6 separate regions of the Mus musculus genome follow, and regions 1, 2, 4, 5 and 6 are each linked to region 3. Evidence: chromatin contacts called from public Hi-C and promoter capture Hi-C data. All regions are on one chromosome and are shown on one strand. Each heading gives the region's core, a stretch centred on a gene start, on an enhancer-like site or on the middle of the called end of the contact. The rest is flanking DNA. Distances are from core to core; before and after follow the strand shown.

Region 1 (4,975 bases), core at 1,622-4,121, 530 kb before region 3:
TCATTGTGCTTTTTTTAAAAAAAATACTTAAAATAGTTGCGTCAATTACTCTCTCAATTCTTCTATATCTAAACCCTGCTAATCTAGGCCAGTACTGGCTTCTTCTTGGAACTCTCTTTTTCAGTGAATTAAAACAAGTACCATATAACACAGGGGACCTCAGCATTGTTTGGCACCACCGACACTATATCCTGGGACGAGTGTCTTCTCTTGCTTATTCTGCCTAGAGTTAGATCAGTTCCTCTCCTCATTTACCACATACACATCGATTAAGCCATCAGTCCCAAATTAGGGATAGCAATGAAGTTGTCATAGCCATGGATTCATTGATCCTGTTTCAGAGCCTAACACACAGGAGGCTCCCTGAGAATGCTTGCTGGATGGCATTAAATGGCTTTCTAGATGGATACAAATAACACAATTACAAAATTAAATTCAGGAGGAGTTTTATATCTCCAGCATGAGCTAGAAAGATTTTTCTGATGGAGACATCTCCCCAGACACTACGTGCCTGCAGTTTTCATTTGGACCAGCGTGGTGCCAACCATGTTACCAGCTTTGTCTTCCTTTATTTTTACTTTCTGTTACAGTCAGACAATAACCAGCTTTGATGGCTCAGCCATTAAAGGCTAGGCTCACAATCAAAAATATATCTATAGCACACTATAGCTTTGATGTTGAATGTCCACTACAGGCCCACGTAGTAGGCATGTGTAGAACTTTCAGAATCTTTTTTTTTCTTTATTCCCAGGACAGGGTTTCTTGTACAGCCCTGGCTGTCCTGGAACTCACTCTAAACCAGGCTGGCCTCAAGCTCACAGAGATCTGCTTGCCTCTGGTTCCCGAGTGCTGGGATTATAACCATGTGTCACAAAACAGTCTGGCCTCAGCCTTGGTGTGTGAAGTATCTCTTTTGCGGGTTGGAGTCTTTGTGTTAGGTCTGGACCCTGAGGTTCTGGGAAACTGCAGTTTAGAGGTAGTGGAAGCTTTGGTGGGGGCTAATATGAAGTCCTTAAATCACTGGGGAGATGCCTACAGGGGAGAATGTAGGAGCCATCAGCCCCTTCTACTTTTGTTTCATGGCCATGAAAAGAGTAGTTTGTGGGGGCTGGAGAGATGGCTCAGTGGTTAAGGGCTACTGGTTGTTCTTCCAAAGGACCCAGGTTCAATTCCCAGCACCCACATGGCAGCTCACAACTGTCTGTAACTCCAGCACCTGATCCTCTCACACCAATGCACATAAGAGTAATTTTCTCTGCCTTGAAGTCCAGTCACCGGCATCCAGAAAGACTACCAGAGGCCCAGAGACCCAAAGCAACAGGCACATCTGACTAAAGACTGAAAATACACAAACTGCAAACCTAAGCAAACTTCTTCTTCTTTGCAAGTTAATTTATCAGATATTTTCTTTTTGTTTGGTTTTGTGTGTGTGTGTTTTGCCTGTGTGTACTTCTGTGCATCATGTAAGTACCCGGTACCAGAGGAAGCCAGAAGAGAGTACCAGATCCCCTGGAACTGGAGTTACAGAAGGCTGTAAGTTGCCTTGTGGGTGCTAGGAATCGAACCTGAGTTCTCTGGAAGAGCATCTAGTGTGCTTAACTGTGGAGCCATCTCTTCATTCCCCAAGAATTTCTTGATCGTGAGAGAAAACCAACTAGAGCATTAAAAACAAAACAAAACAAAACAACAACAACAAAAAACAGCAGGGGAAGCTGGTCCAGTGCTCAGGAGGCAGAGGCTGGTGGATCTGAGCTGGAGGCTGGCCTAGTCTACCAAGAGAGTCCCAGGACAGCCACCAGAGTTAACAAAGAGAAACACTGTCTCAAAAAAACAAAAGAAAAGGAGTGGGGTGGGAAGTGGGGTGGAAGGCTTGTAATTCAAAGACTCAGGAGACTGACACTGGAGGACCCAGATTCTGAGGCCACAGAGAAGCTGTCTGGAAACAAAAGCAACAACAAAACTTTAAGCAAGCTTAAGACAAAGGAAAACAAACAAACAAACAACGCTCAACAATAATCAGCAATTTGGGCAGCCCTGAAAACCAGAGCTGGGTCTAAGAAATCCAGAACGGAATTCAAGTCAAGTGATATTTACAGAAAAAAAAAAAAAAAATCACTAAGGCAAATGAGAGGCTTCATGGGATAGTGGTCATCTAAATACCCTGGCCTAGCTGCTGTACCCACCCCCATGGACATTCTGCTTTCTACAATAAGTCTCAACGAACACGATTAGGTTTGGTCTGTAGCAGCTCCGAGAATAGCTCAGTAGGCACAAGTGCTTACTGCTGATCCTGACATTTGATCCCTAGACTAGTTGTCCCCTGGCTCCTGTGGCACGGGCGTGTGCACAGACAAGACATACAGACGCATAAACAAACTTAAAAATAATTTAAAAAATTTTTTTAAAGGAAGCCTAGCCCAAAGCAATGGTCTCTGACACCATCAGAAAGGCTGGATGACAGACAGTCAGTCCAATGCTCTCAGCTCGGGTCACCAGCGTTCCTTATTGCTAATAAGCTTCTCCTCCGCCACCGACTTCCAAGCTCCAGTTCTCGGCGTGGGCGACCCCCCGGCCGTCTCTTTTCGCAATCCCCCCAGAGAAGCGGGAAGAACCGGCCCGCCCTGGTTCTGCTTCAGGGGAACCAAGAGGACGCGATGATTCGGGTGGCCAGATTGATGCGGGTAGCCGGGCGGCGGGCAGCAATGGGCCGTCGGCCGCTCCTGTCAGCCACCGAAGCGGACGTGCAGCCCGAGCCGGATGTGGCGGCGCGGCACCGGCCGGTGGCCCGGGATGCGGCGCAGCAGCTTGGTCGCGAGGAGGCGTGGGCGTGGCTGTGGGCGTGGCCCGCGCGTGGGCCGAAGGGAGCCGGGCGCTGTAGCCGCGCCGACGGCGGCCAGGACAGCGGCGGTTGCTGCGCCCGGTACTGGGGTCCCGGCCTGAGGCGCAGGCGCGGTGGACTCAGCCCGCCCCGGGCTGCAGCTCGCTGTGGACTCGTCATGGCGACGGAGCAGAGGCCTTTCCACCTGGTGGTGTTCGGCGCCTCTGGCTTCACCGGCCAGTTCGTGACGGAGGAGGTGGCCCGGGAGCAGATAGCCTCGGAGCAGAGCTCCCGCCTGCCCTGGGCCGTGGCGGGTCGCTCCAAGGAGAAGCTGCAGCAAGTGCTGGAGAAGGCTGCCCAGAAACTGGGTAACACGGCGGGGTCGCCGGGGTGGGCAGGGCCGGGCCGGGCTGGGCGCAGGTCGCCGAGGGGCGTCTCCCTAGCGTGCGCCTGCATCGAGCCCTGCGGGAGGACCGGACGCCTCGCCTGGCCGAGCCGGGCCGGGCCTTGTTCCGCTCCTAAATTAAAGGAAAAAAAGAAGAAAAGGCTTTTCTCTCCCTCCCAATTTGGGGATCTCCACTGTCGAGAGAGAGTTCAGAACTTCAGTGGCTCCTCTGTCCATCTCTGTTGTTCTGATGGGTTTGAAGGGTTCTTGTACTTGTGGGAAAGGGAAATAAGACACGGATTTCTTGGAGGTCCATTGTAGTTTGTCTCTTGGGGACAATTAAGAAAGCTGAGTTGTACTAGCAATATTATAGTGCACCTATTTTTGTGGCTTGGTGATACGGATTTAGCTCAGCACTTCTGAACGTGGTAAGCATATACACCGTGCTTCTGAGTTACCCCGCTAGCTGCTTGCTTTTTTGTGTGTGTGTGTTTTTCTGGTTTTCAGTTTGTGTTTTTGCTTGTCGAAATCCGCCTGCAGTTCTCACTTTAATTGCTTGAGGCAGTGTGGGCTGACCTGGACATACTGATGCCCTTGCCTCTTCGCACCCCCACCCTCCACTCCAGTCGTCTTATTCTTAATAAAAATGTGGGAATTTTTTTTTTCTTTTTAAGTTTTGGATGTTTACTTATTCTTTCAGCTTCTAGTCAACATGTTGATTGAGTAGTATTTTCCATGCTAGGCCTTGTCCTAAGTGTTGTGATGCACACATGGGAGTGAGGAGGGACACGTGGGTGCTCTTGCGTGTACACACACACACACACACACACACCCAACCTTTTTGCTTTGGGGAAGCACCCGACTTAGAACCCCATAGCCTTGGAGTTTGGCAACTAAATCTCCACCCAGGACAAGTCATACTTGTTCTTCATTCTTTCTATTCAGTTTTATGGTTCCACACTGAGCCTTGTCAGGGCAAGGGAACACAGCCTTTTGTTTTGTGCTGCCATTGCTAACACACAGAACCTTGACAGAGAAGTTTTGGACATTTATTGTTTTCTGGAAAACAGGCCATTATTAAAATACATTGTTCCTTTTATTTTCCCTCAGTGAGAGTATAGCAGTGGTTCTCAGAGACCTGTGGATTGCAGACCCCTTGAAGGTCGAATGACTGTTTCATAGGGGTTGTCTAAGATCATCGGAAAACACAGATGCTTAGATTATGATTGACAACAGTAACAAAATTACAGCTATACATTAGTAACGAAAATAATTTTTATGGTTGGGGTCACTACAACATGAGGAACTGGATTAAAGGGTCACAGCACTAGGAAGGCAGAGAACCACTGCTGTATAATTATAACCTAATTCCTTACCATCTACATTGCCCAAATTAGGCAGCTTTGCAGAGAGTGCCTTAATCAGTGGAGACTTGCATGGCTCTATTGGGTCAATTAGTTCCAGTTATTTCCTTATAAGCTTGGATGATTTTATATAGGCTGGACTACTTAAAAATGAAATCACGGGTCTGGCGAGGTGTCCCAGCAGTTAGAACATGTACTGCTCTTGCTGAGGATCCCAGCAGCTGCATTGGGTGACTGACAGCCCCATGGAACTCCAGCTTGAGGGAATATCTGCTACCTCTGGTCTCCTTGGGCACCTGCACTGACGTGCGTATGTGCACACACACAATTTAGTAAAATAATTCTTTAAAACTACTAAAAAGTGCATTGGCCTCCAAGTCCTCTTTAATTCTCATGGTGCCGAGTGCT
Region 2 (4,480 bases), core at 1,114-3,613, 580 kb after region 3:
GATCTGCACTACCGCAGTAGTGCTCCTCCTCATCCAACGCTCGCGAGACAGATCAGTCCCCAGGAAGAGAGGGCACTGGTTTCAGTCTAGATATCCTCACAGACATCTGAGTCCTTTCCTACCTGAAGTGATGAGGTGATGCCCCAGAGGCCCAGAGTAACAGGCTTGTTCTCTGCTCTGGGATGGGGCCCCACCATCCACTAACCCTTCCTTCATCTGGTGCATGACAAACTGCCCTTTCCCCATAGAAGGGCTGGCTGTACAGTGGGAGGGAGGTCCTCTCCCTAAGGTCCTCCCCTGTCCCAGTCCCCCTTGTCTCTGAAGGGGGTCCATCATCCCACTTAATGTAAATTACACTCAAAGAAATGGTCCTTAGATCCCTCCCCCTTTCTCCCCTCTGTTTCTGTCCGTGACTTCATGTCCAGGACTTGGAATAGTGCCAGGACCACACTCAGGATGGGGCCCTAAGAGAAAATCAGCAACCAAGTAGCAAGAAGACAAAAGAGAGTGAACAAGAAAAAAAAAAAAAAAGGTATGAAAATAGGCTTAGCTGCTTTGGGGTTTTCCTTTGTGTTTATTTTTAGCAAGGATTGTGTGCCTAGCTCTGCAGTAAAACAGCTGATGCTACCAATCTTTGTTCCAGGGATCTGCCCGAGGCAACCTCACAGGTTTCTGCAGCCCAAAGGGAAGGTGATGGGTTGCCTGGCCCACCCAAGCTGAATCCAGAGCATTAGTCTCACAGGACCTTTTCCCTCTCGTGGTACCTTCTGGGTATGGAGGAAACGAGAAGCCAAGTGCTTTGGACAAGGCTGGAAGCTGAAGAGGCAGCCCTGCTTGCGGGCTTAAGCTTCCAGAATGGATCTCCTGCTGGCGTCTGCAGGGAGAGGCTGAAATGCCCAGGAGAGATCTCCACATCAGGCATCCGGAGGAGGCAGAAGAGAGGCCACCACTGTTGGGTCTCACACTCCATTTTGGATTTGCCTTTGAGGATCCCCACCCCCGACTTCCCCAAGGGGAAGGGCTAAGGGAAAACTATTTAGTTGGTGAACCCTACCTTAAGACGCCAGATTCTGGCACAGTCCCCTGTCAAGCTAGTGCAAGCCATCTGGGAGAACCACATGGGCCCTGAGCTTCCAAGAGACCCTGAAGGCTGGAAGGCGGACATTAGGAAATAAATACTTTACCTCTGTCCTTCCGTGTCTCAATACTGGTGACTTGTGGGCACTGCCCTCCACGCAGAGCTGGACAGAGTCCCTGCACAGAATAGGCCTGGTCATCCTGAGCAAGAAGATTAACAGAGCGGGGCAGTGGTGGTGCACACCTTTAATCCCAGCACGTTGGGAGGCAGAGGCAGGCGGATTTCTGAGTTCGAGGCCAGCCTGGTCTACAGGGTGAATTCCAGGACAGCCAGGGCTACACAGAGAAACCCTGTCTCGGGAAAGAAGAAGGAGGAGGAGGAGGAGGAGGAGGAGGAGGAGGAGGAGGAGGAGGAGGAGGAGGAGGAGGAGGAAGATGATTACCAGAGCACCCTGCAGAGGACTCTAGAATTCTGAGGAAGAGACGGTGTGACACAGGGACTTTAATTCATACTCTGGACAGTTAACACTTGAGGTGTCCAGGGATCACCACTTCAGGGATGACTAAATTACTGCTTATCTACATAAACACCCAAAAGAGTCATAAATTAAGGTTCTTTTGCAAAGTGATTTATGTACCATATGTGACCTGAGAGAAAGAGTGATCTGGCTGGCACTTCTGGCCCAAGGAACTTCTGAAAATCCAGCGAGCTGTGGTCTGGGGCTGGAGCTGCCGGTCGTGTGGTTCCGGGGCCGCTACTGCAGGAAAACAGCTGTGCTTCTTTCTAAGAGATCCTGTTGTACACACCAGGCCTTGCACTGAGTAACAAAACAACACTACGACCTCTAATGTCTGTGTCTGTGACTGGAGACAGTCTTGCAAGGTGGTGGCGAGGAGGCCACAAGCTTTCGAATATCAAATTTCTGCTGCAGCGCCTTGCGGCTGTGAAACCATAGCAAGGTCAGAACCAGGGTCCCAACCTCTCCAGGGCCCCGAGGCTCATGGTCTCCCACTGCAGGAGCATACCTGCTTCCGGGACCAGCTTTCTTTTGGGGGAACGGCGCGGCCTAGCGGCCTCTGGTAACCGATGCAAGGATCCCTCTCTTCCCTCTCCCTTCCCCCTCCCGAGTCCCAGCTCTTGGTTTGCGCCTTGGCCTCGGGATCTTCCGGGTCCCACCGCGCGCTGCTCGCGGGCAAGCCGCTGGGCTCTGGCGCCTTGAGCATCCGAGCAGGTCCTGCCCCCGCCGTAGGCGTGGGGACCTAGAGCTGCCCTCCGCTCCTTGTCCCGGGCCAGAGGCGGACACTAGGCGGTAGAAGCAGCTGCAGGGTCTGCCCTGCCCCCGCCCCGCGCGGAGAGCTGCTGCCAGGAACAGCAATATTAATAGGTACAAACTTCCTGGAAAGATTTTCGTCTTCGCGGTAAATGACCCCTCCTTGTCTGCCGGGGCAGGCGACGGGGAAGCCTGGGACCCACAGGAGCCAGGGACATTTGGGACCCATGGAGCTGTGGCTCACGAGAGCTGAGGTTCATTGGTTGGGGACCCACTCGGTGGGCAGGTCACAGACACCGTAGGGCAGGGCTGGGCTCGCCTTGGTAAATTAGGCGTTGGAGCCGCGACGCCCGATTGCCATTCCTCGGGAGCGCGCACGCCCTGGGCCACCCCGCCCGTATGCAGCGGCCGTAGCTCCTCCTCCGGATCGGGCTTCGGGGACCTTTGGTCACTTAGGAGCACCCAAACAACTCTGCAGCTGGTGCCCATAGGTGCGCGTCATTCCTTTCTCTAGAATTACCTGGCCCAGAAGCAGTTGTAGCCAAAGCCACCTCTCTCTTTCCCAGTCGCCAAGAGAGGACGGATCAGGAAGCGTCCCACCGGCCGCTTGGGCGCTGTGTGGTCAGTCCATGCCTGCATCTTGCGGATAGTCAGGTCCCAGTGCCTCCGCAGGAGGCTCACTCCCCGTACGGTGGCTGGAGTTCCCAAACCCTTTTTTTTTTTTACAACTCTGGACAGGGCGCCTGTTCTAGATTGGTTGGAGGTGTTTTCCCACCTGAAAGTCATCATTCATTGAAAATATTTATTGAAGCCGATGTGGTGGGAAGCTTGTAATTCCAGCACTCTGGAGGCAGAGGGAAGAGGATCTCCCATAGGTAAAGTTAGCCAGGTACTGAGCCCTTGACTTAAACAAACAAATTATCGCTACAAAGCAAACACAAAAATCCTCTTTCCCAAAACTTGAAAAAAAAAAAAAAAAGACAGAATTGAAACATACATGTGGGCAGATGGCCATGGAAGCTCACGGGAGGAGAGGCAGGAAGAGGATGGAGCAGGACAGAGCTGTGTAGACGTGTTTAGTGTTGGGACTGGGTGGTTGGGAAAGAGCAAGCCAGCCTCACAGGCTCACTCCCAAAGATGAAGACTGGCCCTGCTGGTTCCACCGGTGGTGTGGGAGTCAGAACGGCAGTTTGGGGCATGCTGGGTTTGATGCACACATTGGACATCCAAGGGTAGGGCGGAACAGATACTGGTCAGACAGGTCTCCATGCGAGATGCGAGACAGGGGAAAACACCTGAAGGAACCACCAGCCAGCCACCTCTGCTTATGGAGTGCGTGACGGTACAGTATGCGTAGGTGTAGCTAGCTTGAAACTCTCTGTAGATCAGGCTGGCCTCGATGGAAAGATCAGCCTGCCTCAGTCTCCTGAGTTGCTGTCATCCCAGTCGGAACTAAAAAATTTAAATTTAACTAATTTAAATTGAAAACAGGTTATTGACTCAGTTATTTGAAAATCTTTATTCTGTCTGAAACAACTAGGGTATAGACATCTGTTTTTTCAATGGCTTTCACATTGGGTGGTTTATAGTCGCCTCTAAGTCCAGCTCCCTGGAGTCAGAAACTCATTTTATTTTATTTTATTTTATTTTATTTTATTTTATTTTAGTGTATGGGTGTGTTGCTCATGTGTCTGTACACTACATGCATGCCTACTGCCCAGGGAAGCTAAAGAGGGCATAGAATCCTCTGGGTCAGCTACTCGAAAATCTTCAACAAGTCCTCCTCCTCCTCCTACTCCTCCTCCTCCTCCTCTCCTTCCTGTTTGTTTTTGTTTTATTTTGAGGCGAGGAGGTCTTTTTATGTATCCCTACCTGATCTGGAACTCTGTATACCAGGCTAGCCTCAAACTCACAGAGATCCTCCTGCCTCTGCCTCCTGAGTGCTGGGATTGCGCTTCCTAAGAAGCCGGGATGGTCGGTGATGTGTTTCCAAGGCCTGGCACAGGGACCACAGAAGGGCTCTGATTTATCCCTGATTCCTGAATATTTCAGGCGCTCAGATGCTCACAAGAATTCTGGTGTGTGTGTGTGTGTGTGTGTGTGTGCACTCGCACATGCACATGAATATAATC
Region 3 (4,708 bases), core at 1,462-3,961:
CATTATGTCTGATACTAACATCGTCACCTTCCCCCAAGTTAGTTCCTTCTCTTATGACCTCTATTTCCAGTACTGACACCATTACACAACTTCTTCACCATCTAGAACTCTGACCCACATATCCTACCTGTATATATTCAGTCCACACGCTGAGTTCTATGGTCCCTCTGATTCTACTACCTGTGACTCAGGTCACCCTGTCCTTAAAGGCTGCCCCTCCCACCCCTTCACGCCCATTCCCATCATACAACCAACTAGAGAAGAAGCAGGATCTTTGAGCGCCCCCGCCACTACCTCCTTTCTCACTGGCTCTCCCCAGTTCTTGACTGTTAACAGGAATGTTAGAACTATTCCCAGTTGCCAAGCCAAAACAACACTTATAATATTCCTGTCTAATTTTGCACACGGCTCTGGTTTCGACTGGCAAAGAGAATGACTCAGGGTCCGTGGCTCTTAACGGAAAATTATCCTGCCAAGCTGTGAGCCTCCCAATAATAAACCTCTCTTAAGAAGGAAGTGACTTCCCTTCCAGGTCTTTTTCTGTGGGTAACAAAGGGCACCCCAAAACCCCTACTTGGAATGCTCCTCCTTCCCCAGCTGCAGAATCCTGGCACATTCCCACAAAAATACAAATTCACTGCAAAGGCTTCGGATATTTTTCTTTTCCAGTGCATCATCTTTCATCTTCTCCGAACAGCCATCATTTTAGGACTTAATACTAAATTCTAGGTTCCACAGAAAGCAAAATGTAGACCCAAAAGCAAAGCCTCTCACTCTACACAAAAGAAGAACTGGACCATGGTTTCTGGTGCTAATCAACAACAAATGCATTCTGCAAACTGCGTGTGTGCAGACACTGCACGGAAACACCTGCATGTGTGTGCATGTATACGTGTGGTGTGCAGCCAGACACTCCCTGCAGACACAGGCATGCTCTCCTTCCACATTACAACACACGCACATGGCTAAGCAAACTGCGTGGATAAGAACAGTGCGCCCTCAGAAAGTCTCTTAGCCAGCATTTAGCGCCCACTTGTTTGCTCACCGTTGAAGAACCATCCTATGGTGGTTCCCTGTGCTAACCCGCCAAGGCTCCCAATGTTCCTAGGGGCAGAAACTACCAGTTTTCCACATCTTCATAATTTGTGCCTACTTAGTCACATTCATCAGGCACAAAGGCCCAGGGTTTCAGCCGCCAAGTCTCCCTCAGAATGTTTCACCCCTACCACCCAGTGCACTCAGGGTTTCACCTTTAAAGCCCCCACCGAATGCCTTCCACCATTTGTTTACAGCAGTGACTGTAACACTGTCTTAAACTTCCCAACTACTTGTGGGCAAGTTGCACAGAGGTCCTGGCAGCATGGGGTGACCCTGTCTAGAGTCCTGCCTGCATAGTTCTCAACCAAATTTGCTCTTGGGGGTATTTTGCAATGTCAGGGGACATTTTCAGTTGTCACAATTGGTGGGATTGGGTGGCCGTGGGGGTGTCACTATTTGTCTAGTAGTACAAGCCAGGGATTCAGCTACACACCCTGCATAAGATAAGCAGGCACAGTAAACAAGATTAGGTCCAACATGTTAATAGTCTGGAGTTGGGAAGTTCTGTCTCAGGTGGTTCATTAGCTCAGAGAATGCACAGATTGCCTGCCTCGCTTTTGCTTTGTGTCACCTGGTCCACAAGTGGTCACAATTCAGCTGTCTTCATTATTCACAAGGCTAAATATAGCATCCAAAGCTACCCTCGGAGTCGTACAGACACTGCTCTTGTAAGCCAACAAACCCCTCTAGCCTCTTCTCAGAAGTGCCTTCCTCACTCCAAATGTTTCCCAACAACCTCCCTGCCAGCATGGCCGCCAGCCACAGCACAACTGGATGTCTGTCATGATCACTAGTCCAAATCCTCCGGCAAGAAGGTTGGCCTGACACACCCCAGCTCCAGAGTCCCGTTCCACAGACACCAAGTCCAAGTGAGCCTAAATCAATTTTCTACAGTGCTGCAAGCCCAACCCAGATTGGATGTCTGCACACAGCCTCTGCCCCTTCAGGCTGCCTAGCCAATGAAGGGTCCCAGAACCCAGACCCGCCCCTACAGCGTTCTCCCTCTGTCCCCTCACACTCTGAAGGTGGCTTGGTTGAGTTATGTGACAGCTTCTGTGCAAGAGAGTGCAGGAGCTGTCAAAACTGGTAGTGTGGCCATCAGTGTCTGGGAAAAACAAGAGGACGGACCAAAAAGAAACGAAGAAAAAGGAACAAGGAAGGGACTTCTTCCCAGACTTCACCCCAGCCGTGAAACCCAACAGCTGGCTCGGGCTTAGAAGTTGTAGTTCTGACACAAACTGCAGCCAGAGCACACAGTTCGAGGGTCTGAGAGTTCAGAACATTATTGGGAGAAAGGCAGCCACGTGCGTGGACGACGCAGAGGCCACAAGCAACCCTCTGCTCGCTGAGCCAGACCCGGGTCGGGAAAGGGCTGCACCGTACGCAGGCCGCACTGTCACTTGAAAGTATAAGAAGGGACCCCGGGGTGCTGAGGTTAGCAGCGGGCCGGCAGGCGACAGCCTTACCGGGCTGCAGGAAGGTAGCTCCTCCGTCCGCAACGCAACGCCTCCGCGCGCTCGCCCCGCTGCGAGCGCTCCGCACACTCTCCGCTTCTGTTTACCTTCTAGCCCGGGTGCGCACGCCGCGCTCCGCTTGCCCCGCCTCCGAGCCCTCCCATTGGCTGAGCCGCTGTTTGTTAGCTGCCCCGATGCCACAGGACGCAGTGGGAGCGTGCTTACCGCGTGCGCAGCTCACAGCCAATAGGGACTGAGGGTGGAATAAAAGCAACCAATGAGAGGCCGCCCTTGAAGGCCGCGGTCCCTAATCTGCCTGTTAGCTGTCTTTTCTCCCGGGCAGGGAAAAAAGCCTGCAGTTGTTCTGCGCCTGCGTTCTGAAGATTGACAAGCGTTCACCTGGCAGCCACGTGAGGGTCGCCTGGGTACCGACGCTAGCTCAGCTTCCTAGGGGTCGGGCCGGGAAGACCTCAGAAGTTTTGATGGGACCACAGAGGAACCCCCCAGGCCCCCGCCCCAGGACCTAGACTAGGCCCGGGTTGGTTTTTTGGTTTGGTTTGGTTTGGTTTGGTTTTTTGCCATGTGATGAGGCTTCTGCCTGGGTTCCTCCAAAAGCACTTGGCCTAGGGAAGTGTTATGGCGCTGACACCAAAGTTCTATACCCTTCAGCTCTGTATTTAGACTAATTGTGCTTGCTTATTATGAGCGCCAATAAAAAAACAATCCTTTTCCAAGGTGAAAAACAGCCCTGAGGAGTGCACTCAACACACACAACATTGACCCACAACATCCCTAAGGGACTGCTGACCCAGAAAAGATAGGGTTGCGACAGGTCCATGCCACCTTTGTACCAAATGGGAGAAAATACCTAGCCTTGGGGCCTTTCCAAGATGCTTCCGTGCCAGCTCAGCCCTTTCGCCCAGCAATGCTAGGCCAGCTTCCCTCTAACGAACCTAAGACAATCGCTCGCTTCTCCCATGGTTTATTTTCCGTTTTTCGACAGATTGATATGATTTGGACCATGTTTCAAACAAAACAAAACAAAAACTCTGAAAGTATTCTCTATGCTTACTGTCTCCACTTCTTTTTCCATCCTTCTCCACAAAATCAATCTAATAAGGCTTCGATAGTTCGGATCTTGAATATTTTTTCCTCAAAGACCACTTTGGTCCCAAAGGGAAGTAGGCATAGGGAGGCTGTCAAACATTTAGGAAGTATGGCCTGATGAAAGAAAGTCACATCACTGAGGTTGTGACTTTATAGGGAATATTAGGACCTGGGAGCCTTCTCTGCTCCCATGAGAAGCCAACAGCTACCATGAGGTGAGCAGCTCTGCCCACTACACCATCCTACCATGACTTGCTGCTTCATGAGAGACCCCAAAGTCACAGCCCAATGGACCAAGGCCTAAATAAATCTTTCCTATTTCTAAGTTGGTTATCTTGAGTATTTTGCTGCATTATAGAAAGCTAAGGCTTTTCTGTTTAAAATACAGGCTTTAAGCATGCAGATTGCTAGTCTGATCAAAACTGAGATGGGCTCTGCCATTATTTCTTGAGTCTCTCTGCCCAGGCTTATTTCTCCAAGACTCCCACTGTCTGTACTCCTATCCTTGGTGTTAGTCCCTGGGGTTGACGCTCTATTCATTTTCCTTCTTTTCCAAGCTGGGATAATGTCCATGGACTTATTTCCAGGGGTGGTCTTTCCCCAGCCTGCTCGGCTCCACAGGTAAACTAGTCACTTCACTCACCGTGGGTTTCAACCCCAACACATCTTATTATTCTTATTGTTTCCTTGTGTCTCTATTTTGGGGCACATCATTCTCCTACTTTTGTCTTGGTTTATTTTTTAGACATGCTTCCGATCAGTTCTTTGAATGTTTTTGAAATAGATGATCTAAGGGTTTTGCCTAGATAGTTAGCCCAGGATCTTTTTTTATTTCCTCTGTGTTTATTACTGTAGCTCTGTGTGTCTTGTACTGCTGTTAAAATCTGGCTATCTTAACACAACATGGCATCTTTGGAAATCAGATTCTCCCCAGGAGCCCTTATAATTGTTGTTTAGTAACTTTTCAAAACTAATATGGGAAGTCTGTGGGGTGTGTGTGTGTGTGTGTGTGTGTGTGTGTGTATTATGTGTGTGACTATTAACACATC
Region 4 (4,709 bases), core at 1,501-4,000, 530 kb after region 3:
ACAAGAACATGGATGCATACAGACCAGAAAGTGGGCCCTTAACCAGTGTCGGGTGACAAAACCTTTCCTGGGGAGGTAACACACAGGTCTACTCACCCCAGATTGGGATCCCACAACAAACCAAAGCACAGATACCACCCAAATCCAACTTGGTGAACTATGAGTTTTATTGGAGTTGCTTATAGGAATATAGGTGAGGGGTTCTTACAGAGCAGAAATGACACTTGCATCTCTAAGGCTGACCCTAGCATGGGTGACAGCTCACAAGACTGGGAACCTGAAGCTCACTGCATAGGCTGCAGGCAGCTCAACAGTTAAAGAGGGTCCTTCCAGGTGCAGCAGTTGGTCTAAATGTCTTCCAGGCAGGGCTGCTGGTCTGCTTATTCCAGGCAGCTGATCTGGTCTCAAAGTCTCCTTCTTAGCTCAGCTCTCTTTTGATCTGAGGTGAATTACTCTGACCAGAGGGATCTATTGAATCTGGTCAGTTTCAGAAACTTCCTGAAGCTATTTTGAGTTGTTTGCCTCCCTGCTTAAGGAGCTTCCTGTAGGACAGACTGTTTTAATCTTAAGAGGAAGCTGCTACACACCAACCAGACTTCAAAACAACCAGTGTTTTGATCTTGAGCATCTCAGCTGTAATAACTGTCAGAAACAAAGAGCTGTTAGTTATAAACCACCCAGGCTGTGGTATGTAGTTAGAGTGCAGAAGCAGCCTAAGAGAAGTGACCAGACAGATAACTACAGCAATCAATCTTGTCATGTGACCCGTGATAACAGCTTGGACAGTCTCTGTCACATAAGACAGTAAATGGCTGTGAACTTAGGGCACATCTTAAAACCTGCATAACACCAGCTAATATCATTAACCACCAGCATTAGGCCCATAGCCAGTAGATTGCTTCATTTTAAGGTAAGCCAGAAACCTGATGATATGACATTAAAATTCCAGATTTTAACAGGCTACCAAACAGTTCAGATTTAAAGTAGATACCAATTGTTCTAGTCAACTCCAGGGACACACTCTACCCTGTGAGCTCCCCTTAGGGTAAGGGCTCTTGTATATTTTAATGTTGCACATAATGGTGGTCACATTTTATTAAAAACTACCAGCCAGCAAAGCCTTTCTGATTTTTTGTTTTGTTTTGTTTTGTTTTGTTTTGTTTTGTTTTGTTTTGTTTCAAGACAGGTTCCTCTGTGCAGCCCTGCTGTTCTGGAACTCATTTTATAGATCAGGCTGGCTTTGAACTCAAAGATCTGCCTGCCTCTGCCTCCCAAGCACTGGGATTACAGGTGTGCAATCCTCCCCAACTCCTTTACATTTTGCTTTACACACTACTGTACTTTGGGAATGGAATGCCCCCCAAAGGCCATGTATTGAAGTCTTGGGTCCCATGTTGACACTATACAGAGGTGACAGAAACTTCAAGATGGGTTAGTAGGCTCTCTGGTGATGTCACAGCCTCTTGAAACACATATTAACACATAGTTTCATGACTCCAGTGTTTTCAACAAACCAAGAGGAAACAGAAGCTAGGGAACCCGCTCACAGGTGCTGAGGCAGAAGGTACCTTCCAGCAGCCTGGCCATACTATTGTGCTCTGGCACGGACTCACCTCCTGGACCATGATGCCGAGGGGTAGGACACGACTACTGTCCTTTGTATTTTCCATAGTATATGATATACAAGGTAGTCCTTAAATCATGTTGAGCTGAACTGATACTGTATGTAATTGAAGTGTGCTTTCATCCATTCATTCAGCTCAATGAAAGAGCCCTAAGCTGGAGTGCTTGCCCAGTGTATGCATGAAAATCTTACAATTTTTCACTTTTAATGAATTGGAAGACTCTGCTACGGAACCAAAAATCCCAGAATACAGCACTCGAGAACAGAGGGAGGTGGGTTTCTATGAGTTTGAGGCTAGTCTGGTCTGACCTTCATAGTGACAGGACAGCCAGGGCTATGTAGCTTACAACCATGTCTCAAAAAAAACAAAAGCAAACAGAAAGGAGAGTGCTATGTACTCTGGCTGTTTCTCCTTAACTACCTCCTACTTTCTTATACCCGACACTGCAGAGATTCTGTCTTCTGGTCCTACACTTTCGTGGCATGGATAGCTGAATTGGCCTCATGCTGTCCTTATTGCTAGTCCTGATGGCTTGCACATGTAGTCAAAGCCCTCGGGAGATTAAGGCAGGAGGACCAAGGGCAACCTGAGCTAACGAGTGAGTTCAAAGTCAGCCTGAGCTACATAGCAAAAAATAAAATAGTCAACCGTTCCCTCCCTTAGGAGAACGAACATAAATTAAGGGAGAGGACAAACACTGCAGGGGACGAAAGCCTGATTTCTACTTTAAAATGAAGACGGCAGTTGCTCTGACCGTCTGGCAGTTGCAAGAGACTCCGTAACTGGCCTGCAACTTCCCAACAGCGACTCTGCACAGATGTCTCTGCAGTTGTCCCCTGCAGGGTCGGACGCGACCAGCAGCCACCCCCAACACCGCTGCTTGGGGTTCACCTCACACACCCCCGACCAACGCGGACCGCCACGAACCCCACGGGACGTCCCGGCTCCCTGGGACGGCCACGGCGGTGGGGTGAGCCTCTCTCCGAGAGGGGCGTGAGGTCCCCAGCAAGCCGAGGGCACGGGAGGGCGTGGCCCACACGCTCGGGGGCGGGGCACCCGGCGCTTTCAAACCCCAGCCGCCTTGGCGGCGGAAGTTCCGGTGTCGGCGAGCGGAGGTGAGAGGTCAGCAGGAAGTCGATACGTGGCCGCCGCCTGTCCCCGCCGAGGAGGCGCTGCGAGCGGAGATGGCGGCGCAGCTGAACGTAGAGCAGCTCGAGGTGTCGCTCGACGGTCTCACGCTGAGCCCGGACTCGGAGGAGAGGCCCGGCGCGGAGGGGGCCCCGCCGCAGACGCCGCCGTCCTCGGCCCCGGGGAATGGACTGGGCTCCGGCGCCTCGGGGCAGCAGCGGGAGCCCGGGGAGGCGGCGGCTGAGGGCGCGGCCGAGGAGGCGCGGCGGATGGAGCAGCACTGGGGCTTTGGCCTGGAGGAGCTTTACGGCCTGGCGCTGCGCTTCTACAAAAGTGAGCGGGTCACTCGCCCCTGCGGGACTGCGGGCCGGCCATGCCTGCCCCACCCACCCGAGCTAGGCCGGGGTGACCGGAGCGCCGGTCCGTCCTTGGTGGCACCGAGAGTTTGTCACTGCCGGTCCGGCCCCTGGTCACACCCCTGAGAGACCTAGAACCCTGGTTTAGCAGCCCGTGTCGCCTAGTTGCTGGGGCGTTCCACCTGGTTTAAGTTTTCTGGTTTCCACGAGCTAGAGTGGACAGGAGCGCGCGCTCCCCGGGGCTCCTATTCTGGGATGGATTTCGCCTTTTTGTTATGTATCGGTTTTTCACGGCTCACGACAACATCGAAGCGATTTTTAAAGAGAGAAAAAAAAACTATCTTAGTGGAAGAAAATTGTATTGGGTCCCACACATCCCTTTTCTAGCCTTGTAAACCGTGAGCGTGTGTGGGACATGATCATTAGGCGATAGGGATGTGGCGAAGGATGAAGTAAAATACTAAGTTCATTTATTCCCTTTTGCCTGAGTGAGTAAGTGATGGCCACTGTGTTCTAGTAACTTCTAAGTGGCTAGGAAATTCTACCATGGAAGTGAATGATGAAGACTAAAGCGCGAAGTTCTCGTTCTCTCTCTCTCTCTCTCTCTCTCTCTCTCTCTCTCTACTGTTTCTTAAAACAAAATTGTGATGTGCGGTGATTTCCTGCCTTTTTTCTTCTCTAGTTAATACTGGAGGTAACAGTCACAAGATTTGGTCAGTGGGAAAGAGCTTGACTCATAGTCTGATTCTTAAAGGCTATTTAGGTTCTTGCGTGGGAAAACAAAGCAAGATAAGGGCAAATGAAACTTTAAAGGGGTTGCTAGGTTCCACCTGCATTCTAGAACCCCATATTTATGACAAGCTTCCCAGAGTTAGGGCTTTCGGATTGCCTAGTTCACCAGCTAAAGTTGAGTTGTTCACTGTAGTGACCCGTGTGAAGGTAGTTTTATTTTTAAATCAACTTTCATTGTGCAAACTAGGTGAGATTCTATGAAACTTTCCAGAACAATAAATGGTTACTCTAAATTCATAGTATTTTAAAGTTTACCCTTGAGCTGTTCTTTGCCATGGCTGGAGGAGTTCAGCCTTTCCTGTGTGGTAATGAGTTTAGGATCACTTTAACTCTTGAGTCGCCGATTTGATTTTAGAGTTTGTCGTAAATAAATGCGAATCCACTGGTTTCTGTACAGTTCACATAGCAGTGCTTGCCCTTAAAAGTTAATTTTTGGAACTTGCATTTTAATAACATAAGCTGCAAGAAACAGGGACAAACCAACTTTAACTCTCTCTCTCTTTTTTATTTTTTAAGAATTTTTAATTTTTGTGAGTGAGTGAGTGTGTATGTATCAGTGTCAATGTGGGTCCCCCAGGAGACCAGAAGTGTTGGATCTCCTGGGGCTGGAGTCACAGGAAGTTCTGAACTGCCTGACTTGGGTATTGAGAATTGAACTAGGGTCCTTGGGAAGAGCATTGTGCATTCTTTACCAATGAGATATGGCTCCAGAGCCAGAAAGAACCAACTTCTATTCTAATCTTTGATTTTGCTGCATGGGAAACAAAGGGAGTGGAGAGGTATTTCATCTGAGCCCATCTATTTTGAA
Region 5 (4,678 bases), core at 93-2,592, 660 kb after region 3:
AAGGTGAAAAAAATAAATTAGCAGTTAGGACCACATGCTAACGGACAGAATGGGAAAAGATGGAAGGTCACATGCTTCCCAGTTTGTCTGGAAGGTCACATGCTTCCCAGTTTGTCCTGCTTACGTATCGGATGAGACGCCTGTAGGCCTCTGGGTTACTACTACAACACTCATAAAATACTGCTTCTATGCACAACATGCTTTGTGTAATTATTCTTCATCTCCTGGAATCTTCATGGAGGCCCGCTTTCCCGCCTGTGTGCACCAACAGATCTATAACTCCACAGAACTGCAAGTCCTATTTTTGTTCATTTTCACAGTTAAAGGATTTCAAGATTTTGTGCTTTCTCCTCAGCGATTAGTTCCATCGGCCTGCATCTTAACAGCCGAGAATATGGCTCTGCGGGCCAGGGCATCTGTGTTCAGGAGACTGAGTTATCCTCCCGATAATCCTCCCAGCTTCATGCTAGCAGCTTTTAAATTGTTTAGTATTTCAGAGACAACATCATCTCAGCATATTAAATATTAAGGGCCTCCCTCAGCACCCGAACCTTAAAGTTGTTCTCTGTAAAATCTGCGCGAGTGTTCCCAGGGCACAGAAAGAACGTTACAGCGGGGGTTTTTGGAAGCAGTATGGCTATAAACGTCACTCCCGCCCCTGCCGTTCACAAGGGCCCATTTGCTGTGAAATATTTTGAAAACACAGCTGAAGCGGGGACAGCGCAGAGCGCAAACATGCAAAAATAGGAACGAGCCGAACGTGATGGAAGGAACGTGAAGGGGGGTTCAGGAAATGAACATAAACCTCTAGGGAACTACGCAGGCCGGGGCTGCGGTTTGGGGACCACTGGGGGCCGTTCTCTAGGACTGGGAGGCCTCGCGGGTAGAGGAAGCCGTTTTTCTCCCCGCAGCACCGGGAAGCAGTGGCTGCCTGGGACACAGCCCTCCCAATCCCAAAAATAGCTGCACAAACCGGAGTGGCGCGCTGGCCTGCGGCGCTGGGCGGAGCCACGGGCAGCTTATCACCCCCAGCCAAAGCGCTGTAGCCCAAGCGCAGCAACCGCGCCCAGAGCTCGCCCTTTATAGCCAGTCCCTTGAGCCCCGCCCTAGCAACCGCCCCTAGCAACGCCTAGCTCCAGCGCTCCGCGGTCTTATCGGCCTCAGGCAGGCCTTTCCTGTCCCCCTCCCCCACGCCAGCTCGCGTGACGCCGGGCCACGTGACCGCCTTCCGGAAAGGCGGGGGTGAGTGGTGGAAACCCGGGAGGCGGGGCGCTGGAAGACGAGGCCTTCCGTCATCGAGATGCGACCGGATGGCTGTGTCGCCTAGTGCCTGTCGCAGTCCAGAGGTTCCGTCACCAGACGAAATGGCGGAGGCTGCGGTGGTGGCGTGGGTTCGCGGCCCCGGTACCGTGTGGAAGGCGCTGCCGTGTGCCTCGGTTGGGTGCTCCGTGCGCGATGTGATCTACCGACACTGCCAGGAACAGGTGAGGATGGCGGTTCCCGGGAAATGGGGGAAAGAGATCACCAAGCCAGGCTGGGTTCGTCGTTGGGTGTTTCTGACTAATATGGGGACATTCCTCTGCTAGTCTATGGCAGTCGTTGTTTTGTCCCCACGTCGTAAGAGAATCTCCGTCCATTTACTGCGCTTTGTCCAACCTCGACTACAAACTCTCGTTCTGTTTCTTTTATCCCCCCAAATGATACCTTTAAGGTTCTCTTCTTACATTCACATTATAGATAGGAATATGCTTTCTTACCGACCCTCAGGACACCCATCCAGGCCAAAGAACGGTTAGAGAAGGATATGGAGTCATCCTGACAGAGCCAATCACTCACAGATATTCTTGGGCCTCTTTAGACTCTGCCATGTGGATATAAAACCCTGGTTAAGTGCTTCTAAAGTTTTAAGCTTTAATTCCCAAAGAAGCAGGCTTATACTGACTAGGAAATCTCAAACCTCTTCAATCATCTAAAGAGTTTACTGGGTTCCCTGAGTCTAATTTTAATCTGGGCGTTTGGTATAGAACAGTTTTTCTGTATGACTGCGCCTTCGTTGTAGTCTGTTTTCTCTGCTTGTTATGTAGAAACATAACAAATGTTAAAATACCAAATCTGTTCCTAAAGAGACTTGGATGAGTTCCAAGAAGAATATGTGATTTTCTAATTTCTTTGTCCTTTAAAAAACAAGGACAAGAAAGTCTTTCCTTGTAGCCCAGGATGTTCTGAACATACTGGAGGGCTGGGATTATTGGTGTGTCCCACCACATCTAGCCTTTGTTTTCTTCTCTATTCTGCGGTCTAGTAAGAAAAACAGAACCTTTTTTTAGCCATTCGAATTCAGATACTTTCCAAAACAGGTGACTTTTCAATGTATTTGAAGAATAATTTTCAAGTTTTATTTTTAAACTTAAAATTGATCCATAAACAATAGAATCTTAACAATGAGGAGTGTTGGAAATACACTTTTTTGAAAGGACACAGAAATAAGGCTGGGCCTGGTGGTGTATGCCTCTAATCTCAGCACTTGAGAGGTTTGGGGGTTCTTAGCCACGTCTCTATAGTGGTTTTGGGGCAGCCTGGACTATGTGAAACCCTGCTTGAAAGCAAAACAGCCTCCTATCACCTCGTCCTTAGATTTAACAGAGGCACTGTACATGGACTATGGGAGTCCAGACATCCAGAAAAAACCCCCAATAGAATTGAGTTTGGAGAACAGGTAAGCAGAAGCAGTTATCAGAGAGCATTTGAGTCTGTCTGTTACTTAACAACAGTAAATGTGAGTGCAAGCAGCTTACTAAGGACAGTTTGATGAAATAGGAAAAATCAAGATAGTTCAAGTTCAAGCTATACTTTTTAAAGCAAAACGGTTCTGATCCATGAAGAAGTTTTATCTCTCGCTGAGAGAGGAAGACCTCTGCCCTGTTGATCATTAGCCTTAACAGACATCAGTAAAGGTGACTACAAGTTAATAGGAGACTCCCAAGGACATACTGCAGTAGTAAAATGCTGTAAGGACCTTGACAATCTACTCCTTTCTTATTTGCTGGGGGAAAAGTTGGTTTTAAAAACTGGAGATGAGAAGAATTCGGCTGCTGAAGGTGTCAGTAAGACAGCAACTTTCTGCTGCCCTTTGTCATGAAGGCCCAGGTGTGTGTACAACTTCCAATTAGGGGTTCCTGAGTAGAATATTCTGCATCCAAAATGTGTATTTCCAAGGGAAGAGGAGCCTGGTGTGTTCAACGGTTCAAGCCTGACGTTGGTCATTTAAGTTTCTCTTAACCTCTTTTCTTGTAGCGATGCTTGGTTTTCTTGTTAGGAACTGGAGACATTTGCCATGGTTTCTCTGTTTGCAGCTCCTCACGGCAGAGGGTCAGTACATTTGACCTTAGTGGACTGCACGTTGTCTCTGGTGCTTAGGCTGGTAGGCTGATCCTGCAAAGGTGTGGGTGAATACAGTGTATTGGAACATTTATAATCTACACATTTGGGAAATGTATAATCTACACATTTGATAAAATAGGAAATTCTTCCAAATTCTTTTTTCTACTAGAAACTTAATAGACAGGATTTTTTTTTAAAGATTTATTTATTCTATGTGAGTACACTGTTGCTCTCTTCAGACACAGCAGAGAGGGCATCAGATCTCATTACAAGTGGTTGTAAGCCACCATGTGGTTGCTGGGAATTGAACTCAGGACCTCTGGAAGAGCAGTCAGTGCTCTTAACCATGGAGCCATCTCTCCAGCCCAATAGACAGGAATCTTAACTAGAAAAGCAAGGGGTTGGGTGATGGCCTAATGGTTGCTCTTCCAGAGGTCTCAGATTTGGCTTTTAGCACCAGTGTCAGGCAGATCACAAACCACTGTAACCCCAGCTGTCCCCAGGGATGTGGACGACTCTGACCTCTGAAGGCACCTGCACCAACATGCCCATACTTATATACAGACATGTCATACACTTACACACAATGAAAAGGGATTTAAAAAATTTTTTTAATTAATTAATTAATTTATTATATGTGTGTATACTGTAGCTGTCTTCAGACACTCCAGAAAAGGACATCAGATTTTTTGTTACGGACGGTTGTGAGCCACCATGTGGTTGCTGGGATTTGAACTCAGGACCTTTGGAAGAGCAGTCGGTGCTCTTAACCACTGAGCCATCTCTCCAGCCAGAAAAGGGATTTTAAAAGGAAATCTTTTTGTAAAAAGGAAATAAAGTACAGCTTTTTTTTTTTTTGGGGGGGGGATACTTTTAATCTTCACTGTGTGAGGAATTACAAAAACAATAAATTAAGCCATATATTAAACCAAAATTTCCTTTATACAAAGTATTAAAATACAATTGTATTTCTAAATGAAATCATAGGCATACAGTTGTTGTCATTAAGTAAACTAAGCCAAATGCTATACATTAAAGAGAAACATCAATAAGGCAAATGTATGAATGAAGACACTTCTGAACTCCCCCATTTCATCGAGCATCAAAAACCACCAATCTTTTAGTCCTTTTCTTGTACATTATTCTGTATCCACATTCTCTGCATCTGATGGGATCCCTGGACTTTATCTCATTTTCGGTGTGACACTCTCCACAAATATCTATCATTGGCTGCTGCTTTGGTGGTTGAACATCTTTCTGAGCGTCCATTGGTAGTGCCTCCTCAGCTGGAAGAAGC
Region 6 (4,752 bases), core at 909-3,408, 620 kb after region 3:
GAAAAGAAAAAAAAGAAAAAGGGCCATATAAAAAAATATTAACGTGTCCTATTACTAGTTGACTATACTAGAGGGCTGGAGAGATTGCTCAGCAGTTAAGAGCACTAGTTGACTATACTATGACTTTTTAGGCTTTTAGATCAGATTACAGCTTCAAAATGTAATGTTATCTATCAAACTGAATACTAAGATACATGTGTTCACAAACATATGCATACATATTCAAGTAGTAATAATCATTCAAAAGAGAGAAACATCTTTTCCCCATAGCAAAAAGTATGACTATCTTCCTGTTAAATTACACGGACATACTGCTTAGACACTATCCCACTGCTCGACGTTTTAGAAATACCTGTAACGATGAGGTTTCTTCACCCCTCCAGTAGAGGGCGCACTCTTGCGAGCGGCTTTTGTAGCCAGTTGTTTCCTGGGTGCTTTACCACCGGTGGATTTGCGGGCAGTCTGCTTTGTACGAGCCATGGTAAGGACACCTCCTTACTTACCTATCAGTGTTTAAAAAACAAAAAATATCGGATTCAACTAAAACATAACAGTATTCCTGCCAGAACCCCCCCCCCCCAAATCTGGAAATTAATCAGTATGGGGGAGGGGGGGGGACTGTTATATAATTAGTTTGGAAGGGCGCGGATTACATCTATCGCCCAAACATGATTTAAAACAAACTAGAAAATTGTCAGCATTTATACTTTATAAAGCTATTTCCGAGCGATAAAACAGCCAAAACCAGAGAGACGCCCCCCACCATGGCTTTCGATCCAATTCATTTAATTAAAGTAGAAATTAGAAACGTCTGCAAACATTCGATCACAAACAAGTCAAATGAACGAAGCCACAAACACAGAAAGGTCGAGTCAAATTACAGCCAAAAAAAAAAAAAAGAAAAAGAAAAAAAAGAAAGAAAAAGGTTTCAGCGCCCCCCCCCCGCTCGGTTTGCTGCCCCCCTCTCGCGCCTGGCAGTTGGGTTGCTGTAAATATCTAAAAACATTCTTGAGGTTTGTTTCTTTATAGTTATGTTGACAAAAAGGCGTCTCGAAATGCAAGAACAACAGCCATCGCCAGTGAGCATTCCACAAAGCCCGTCCCCCTCCCGGGCTTCGCTATGGAAGCCGACTGCCCCGCACCCAGGCTTAATTAGCGCTCGACACCGGCCGCCCGGCCCACCCAGCACCACATAAACTTTTGGTTCTGCCTCCCCTGGGTCCCTAGGTTCGGGGTACCGGACCTGCCCGTCTCGGTCCCCGCACCCCGCGCTGGCAACGAGCGACTCGGCTCCCGAAGACTAGCACAAAATGGAAACAATTGGAAACGTATCCGATTCCCTTCCAGAGAGACAAACAGCAAATCGTTCGAAAATACCCCATCCCCTGCCACGTGCCGCTCTCCAAAAATGCAAAAGTTCTTTTTTTTTGTTTTCTGCATTTCATAAGCATCGTTTCTTTTTCTCCAAAAAAGGCAAAAAAATGTTCTTAAAATTTTTTCCTTCCATTTTAAAATGGGGAAGAGAGAAACGGGGGGAAAAAAAATATGGTCGGTGACCAGAGAAGAGAGACAAGATGGTGAAGCTCAGGCACAACTGTGGAGAGGCAGCAAAAAGCGAGTTAGCCCGGGGTGGAAAGCGGCGGCGATTTTACCCCCTTTGCGCCCGAAAAACTGGGGCCTGGGACCCGGAGGCGGCAGTTAAGAGGCTCGCGCGGGACATGGTGAAGGTCTGGGGTCCCGGGAAGGGGCAGCGGGAGGGATTTCACCGAAGAAAGAGGAGCCCGCGGCGCCGGAGGGAGACAGGCTCGACGCCGCGGCGGTGCCACTGCTGGGCTGAGACGGAGAGACCGGGGAGCCGCCGCCGCCACCGCCCGCGGAAGGCAAACTCGCTCCCCATCTCCATTTCTGCGCCAAAAAGTTTGCGGGTCGAGCCCGGGGGGACTGTGGGTGCCTCCGTGGGCCCCTACGAGGCCGACGGCGAGCGGAGCCCGGCTCCGGGAAGGCGGGCAAACGGAGAAACTTACCCCCCTTCTCCTTCGGCTGGAGCTCGGCAAGCGAGAGGCGGCGCTGGCGTTGGAGAGCGGCAGCGGCGCGGCGAAGGCTGCGAACACAATTGAAAGATGGCTGACACCGAGGCTTTCCCCTACACACGCCGCCCCGCCCCGCGCCGCGCTCCAGCCAATCACACACAATGGAGGGAAGGCTCGGCCCCGCCCAGGGCCCCCGCGCGCCCCGCCCCTCCCCTCCCCCCGCGCGCTCGTTCGCTGGCGCGCGCTCGCTCCTCCCCCGCGCGCCGCCCGCCCATTCCTCCCGCCGCCTCTCGCGGTGTGTACAAACACAAAAGACACGCCGAGGGGCCCGCCGAGGGGCCGTCTGCCCTAGTCCGTCCCCGGCCCACACTCCCTCCCCGTCGGACGCAGGCGTTAAGTGAGCCCCCGAAGCCCAGCTTTGGGGTGCACAGCGGGGGGTGTGGGGGCGGGGAGGGCGGCGCGGGCTGCGGACCAGCGCCCGGCCTGCGGGGGGAGGGGCATCGCCCCCGCGCGCGCCCCCGAGGTTCCCGGCCCGTGTGGGGGCGGGGAGAAGGCCGGGACCGTACGGTCGCCGCGCCCCAGTTGAAAACGCGCCCAAGCGGGAAGCTAGCTGGCAAAGTGGAAGCCCCAGTCCCGCGCCCACTTTCGGACCGCGCGGCGCGCCAGGGGCGGGGGACCCGCGGGCCTCTTCCCGCCTTCGCTCCCCGCCGAGCGCGGGCCGGTCCGGAGGCTCGGGCCAAGTCGCCTGAGGACAAGTCGGTCGCAGACTCTAGCCCCGGGAGAGGAGGGGCAGCCTGCGGGGCAGTGCGGAGACTGTCAGCGCGTCGCAGGTGGTGGCACCGGGGCCGAGGGACAGGGCTCGCCCTCTTCCTAGGCCGCGGTTCTTGGTGCAAGATGGCTGTTATTTTGTAAGCCTCTGAGACAATGTGCAACACAGCTGTAGCAGTCTAAGGCAGAGTAGGCCTTTCCACCCCTTCGCTGTTTGGAGGAGCGCTGCAGAAATCTCGTGACATAAGAGTCTAATGTCAGACACAGGAGGCTGAAACGGCAGGTAGAAGGAAAAGCTGTTTCCCGCTTTCCTTCTGCCCAGTAGCTTGGGCAACAGACTGCATAGCTCAAGTTCTCATTAAGTGACCCACAAACATCTGAACCGTCCCCAGGTGGTATTGACCAGGCTACACAACTCTGGGTGAAGGCTTTCGGTAGAAGAGTCACAAAGGTCCCGTAGGGTACTGATGAAGGACAGTAGCATACATGTAATCTGAAGACCTCTCAAAGCAGTCTTATCATGAACATTATCCTGAAACAGATATGTGGAAATCAGATATGAGAGAAGAAATGGATTTGGCCAAGGTCACTGAACTGAGGAACAGACCCTAGAGGGAAAAAAAACAACAACCCAGGCCTCCTGTTTCATTATTATTTAATGAGTGTTAAGTGTTGATGAACACATGCAATCTGCGATACTACCCTAAATGCACATATGCAAAAAACCCTCCACAGAGCTGCCAGTGAAAAATTCCTATAATTTGAGCCAAGAAGCATTTTTTCCCCTCTTGCTTGTTTGTGTTTTGTTTTCAGGAAACTAAAATATTTGTTGCTGGATTTATCCAAGAAGGCTGTTACATATCAATTGAATCAGTCATATCTTCAAGAAATGTTAGCTTGTCATAGATAGTACTATCTATGTATGCTAGGTTTCCTCATACATTCTTCCTGGCTTTAAGCAGATGTTTCTAAGGGATGGAAGGACCTTGTCTGGTGAACTACTTCGTGTGGATTGTGGGTTCTGTGAACCGACTGAAGTTGCCCATCTCTGACATGGAAATAGTAGTTACTTGTGTGATGGTAGTCCGCAAGCTCTTTCTGGAAATATGACTGGTTATCCTCTTAGTAATCAGGAAGTTTCCAGATTTGCCATATATATATATATGCCATATATATATATATATGGCATGCCAATTCTGCTCCGAACAATTTTTGGAAGACTGGGAGTGCTTCAGTGAACAGCACCGGTACCGGTCCAGCCCTGATTGAGTCCTTCTCTAGAAGCATCGCCTTGCACAGGGAAGCTGCACTTGGCCAGGGGACAGGATGCTTTGGAGCCCCGAGGATGGCAAACGACTGTAGCTAATAGAAACAGGCTTTATTTCCAATTCATGGCGCCGCTAGGAGAGCTGCTCCTGGGGGGGAGAAAAAGCCTTTTTCTTTTCAAGGATTCTTAAGGGGCACCAGAGGTTAGTCTTTTGTTGTCTTAGAGTCTCCCCGTGTAGCTCTTGGTTTAGCCTGGAACTGACATGTAGACATGTAGACCAGCGGGCTGGCCCCCACCTCCCAGGGATCTGCCTGCTTTCTAAGTGCTGGGATTAAAGGCACATGCCAACAGCCCCAGAGGACAGACTCCACTCCTGGAGCTCAGCCACCCCTCAACATTTGGAGTTTATCGTAATGGAAAGAGGGGAGCAAGAGCTTAAAATCAGGTTAAAATCTTTGCCTAGAATAAGATAATTATGGCCGCTAATTAGGATTTGCTTATAAGTGAAAGGATAGGATAAATTGGCAAAGCTAGATGTGATGGTGCATGCCTATAATCCTAGCAGTTCAGAATCAGACCCGGGAGGACCTTTGGGAGTAGGAGGTTAGCCTGCTCTCCGGACGGTGTCCCAAACCTGTTAAGTCTACATGGGAAGACCATATCAAAAAGTCAAAAACAATGCCAGCC

What was found. Promoter capture Hi-C pulls out the DNA fragments that hold promoters and counts their contacts. Hi-C and Micro-C count contacts between places; a contact is called where the count stands out from the background. Capture Hi-C pulls out chosen DNA fragments and counts their contacts.
Region 1: a promoter capture Hi-C map of stem cell-derived epiblast-like cells shows a contact between it and region 3, with 3 times the contacts expected there. The contact joins the promoter of Sccpdh here to the promoter of Coq8a in region 3. A contact is called at or near these places in 20 of 39 promoter capture datasets (the 3T3-L1 cell line, 3T3-L1-derived adipocytes, the HPC-7 cell line and 12 more) and 1 of 115 datasets of contacts at active chromatin or transcription factors (microglia).
Region 2: a contact with region 3 is called in a promoter capture Hi-C map of pre-B cells, with 5 times the contacts expected there. The contact joins the promoter of 2900024J01Rik here to the promoter of Coq8a in region 3. A contact is called at or near these places in 11 of 39 promoter capture datasets (the 3T3-L1 cell line, 3T3-L1-derived adipocytes, the HPC-7 cell line and 6 more), 1 of 484 Hi-C or Micro-C datasets (the G1E-ER4 cell line), 4 of 115 datasets of contacts at active chromatin or transcription factors (bone marrow-derived macrophages, forebrain, memory CD8 T cells and 1 more) and 3 of 9 other capture datasets (adipose tissue, embryonic stem cells and liver).
Region 4: a promoter capture Hi-C map of liver shows a contact between it and region 3, with 4 times the contacts expected there. The contact joins the promoter of Acbd3 here to the promoter of Coq8a in region 3. A contact is called at or near these places in 2 of 39 promoter capture datasets (liver and pre-B cells).
Region 5: a Hi-C map of B cells shows a contact between it and region 3, with 11 read pairs. The contact joins the promoter of Sde2 here to the promoter of Coq8a in region 3. A contact is called at or near these places in 4 of 39 promoter capture datasets (hippocampal neurons, liver and pre-B cells), 1 of 484 Hi-C or Micro-C datasets (B cells) and 1 of 115 datasets of contacts at active chromatin or transcription factors (memory CD8 T cells).
Region 6: a promoter capture Hi-C map of pancreatic islet shows a contact between it and region 3. The contact joins the promoter of H3f3a here to the promoter of Coq8a in region 3. A contact is called at or near these places in 2 of 39 promoter capture datasets (the HPC-7 cell line and hippocampal neurons), 2 of 484 Hi-C or Micro-C datasets (B cells and cortical neurons), 1 of 115 datasets of contacts at active chromatin or transcription factors (memory CD8 T cells) and 2 of 9 other capture datasets (liver and pancreatic islet).

The regions. Positions count from the first base shown.
Region 1 is chr1:179,665,360-179,670,334 of GRCm38.p6, forward strand. It overlaps Sccpdh (saccharopine dehydrogenase (putative)), which reads left to right and starts at 2,872. Exons shown (of 12, transcript NM_178653.3): 1 at 2,872-3,186. The coding sequence starts at 2,997.
Region 2 is chr1:180,775,598-180,780,077 of GRCm38.p6, forward strand. It overlaps 2900024J01Rik (a long non-coding RNA gene), which reads left to right and starts at 2,364. Exons shown (of 3, transcript XR_373751.4): 1 at 2,364-2,462.
Region 3 is chr1:180,193,309-180,198,016 of GRCm38.p6, forward strand. It overlaps Coq8a (coenzyme Q8A), which reads right to left and starts at 2,712. Exons shown (of 15, transcript NM_023341.3): 1 at 2,565-2,712.
Region 4 is chr1:180,723,293-180,728,001 of GRCm38.p6, forward strand. Acbd3 (acyl-Coenzyme A binding domain containing 3) reads left to right here and starts at 2,751. Exons shown (of 8, transcript NM_133225.3): 1 at 2,751-3,086. The coding sequence starts at 2,810.
Region 5 is chr1:180,849,809-180,854,486 of GRCm38.p6, forward strand. It overlaps Sde2 (SDE2 telomere maintenance homolog (S. pombe)), which reads left to right and starts at 1,343. Exons shown (of 7, transcript NM_145943.1): 1 at 1,343-1,484. The coding sequence starts at 1,365. It also overlaps the pseudogene Gm20305.
Region 6 is chr1:180,811,447-180,816,198 of GRCm38.p6, forward strand. H3f3a (H3.3 histone A) reads right to left here and starts at 2,159. Exons shown (of 4, transcript NM_008210.5): 1 at 2,025-2,159; 2 at 353-503. The coding sequence starts at 480.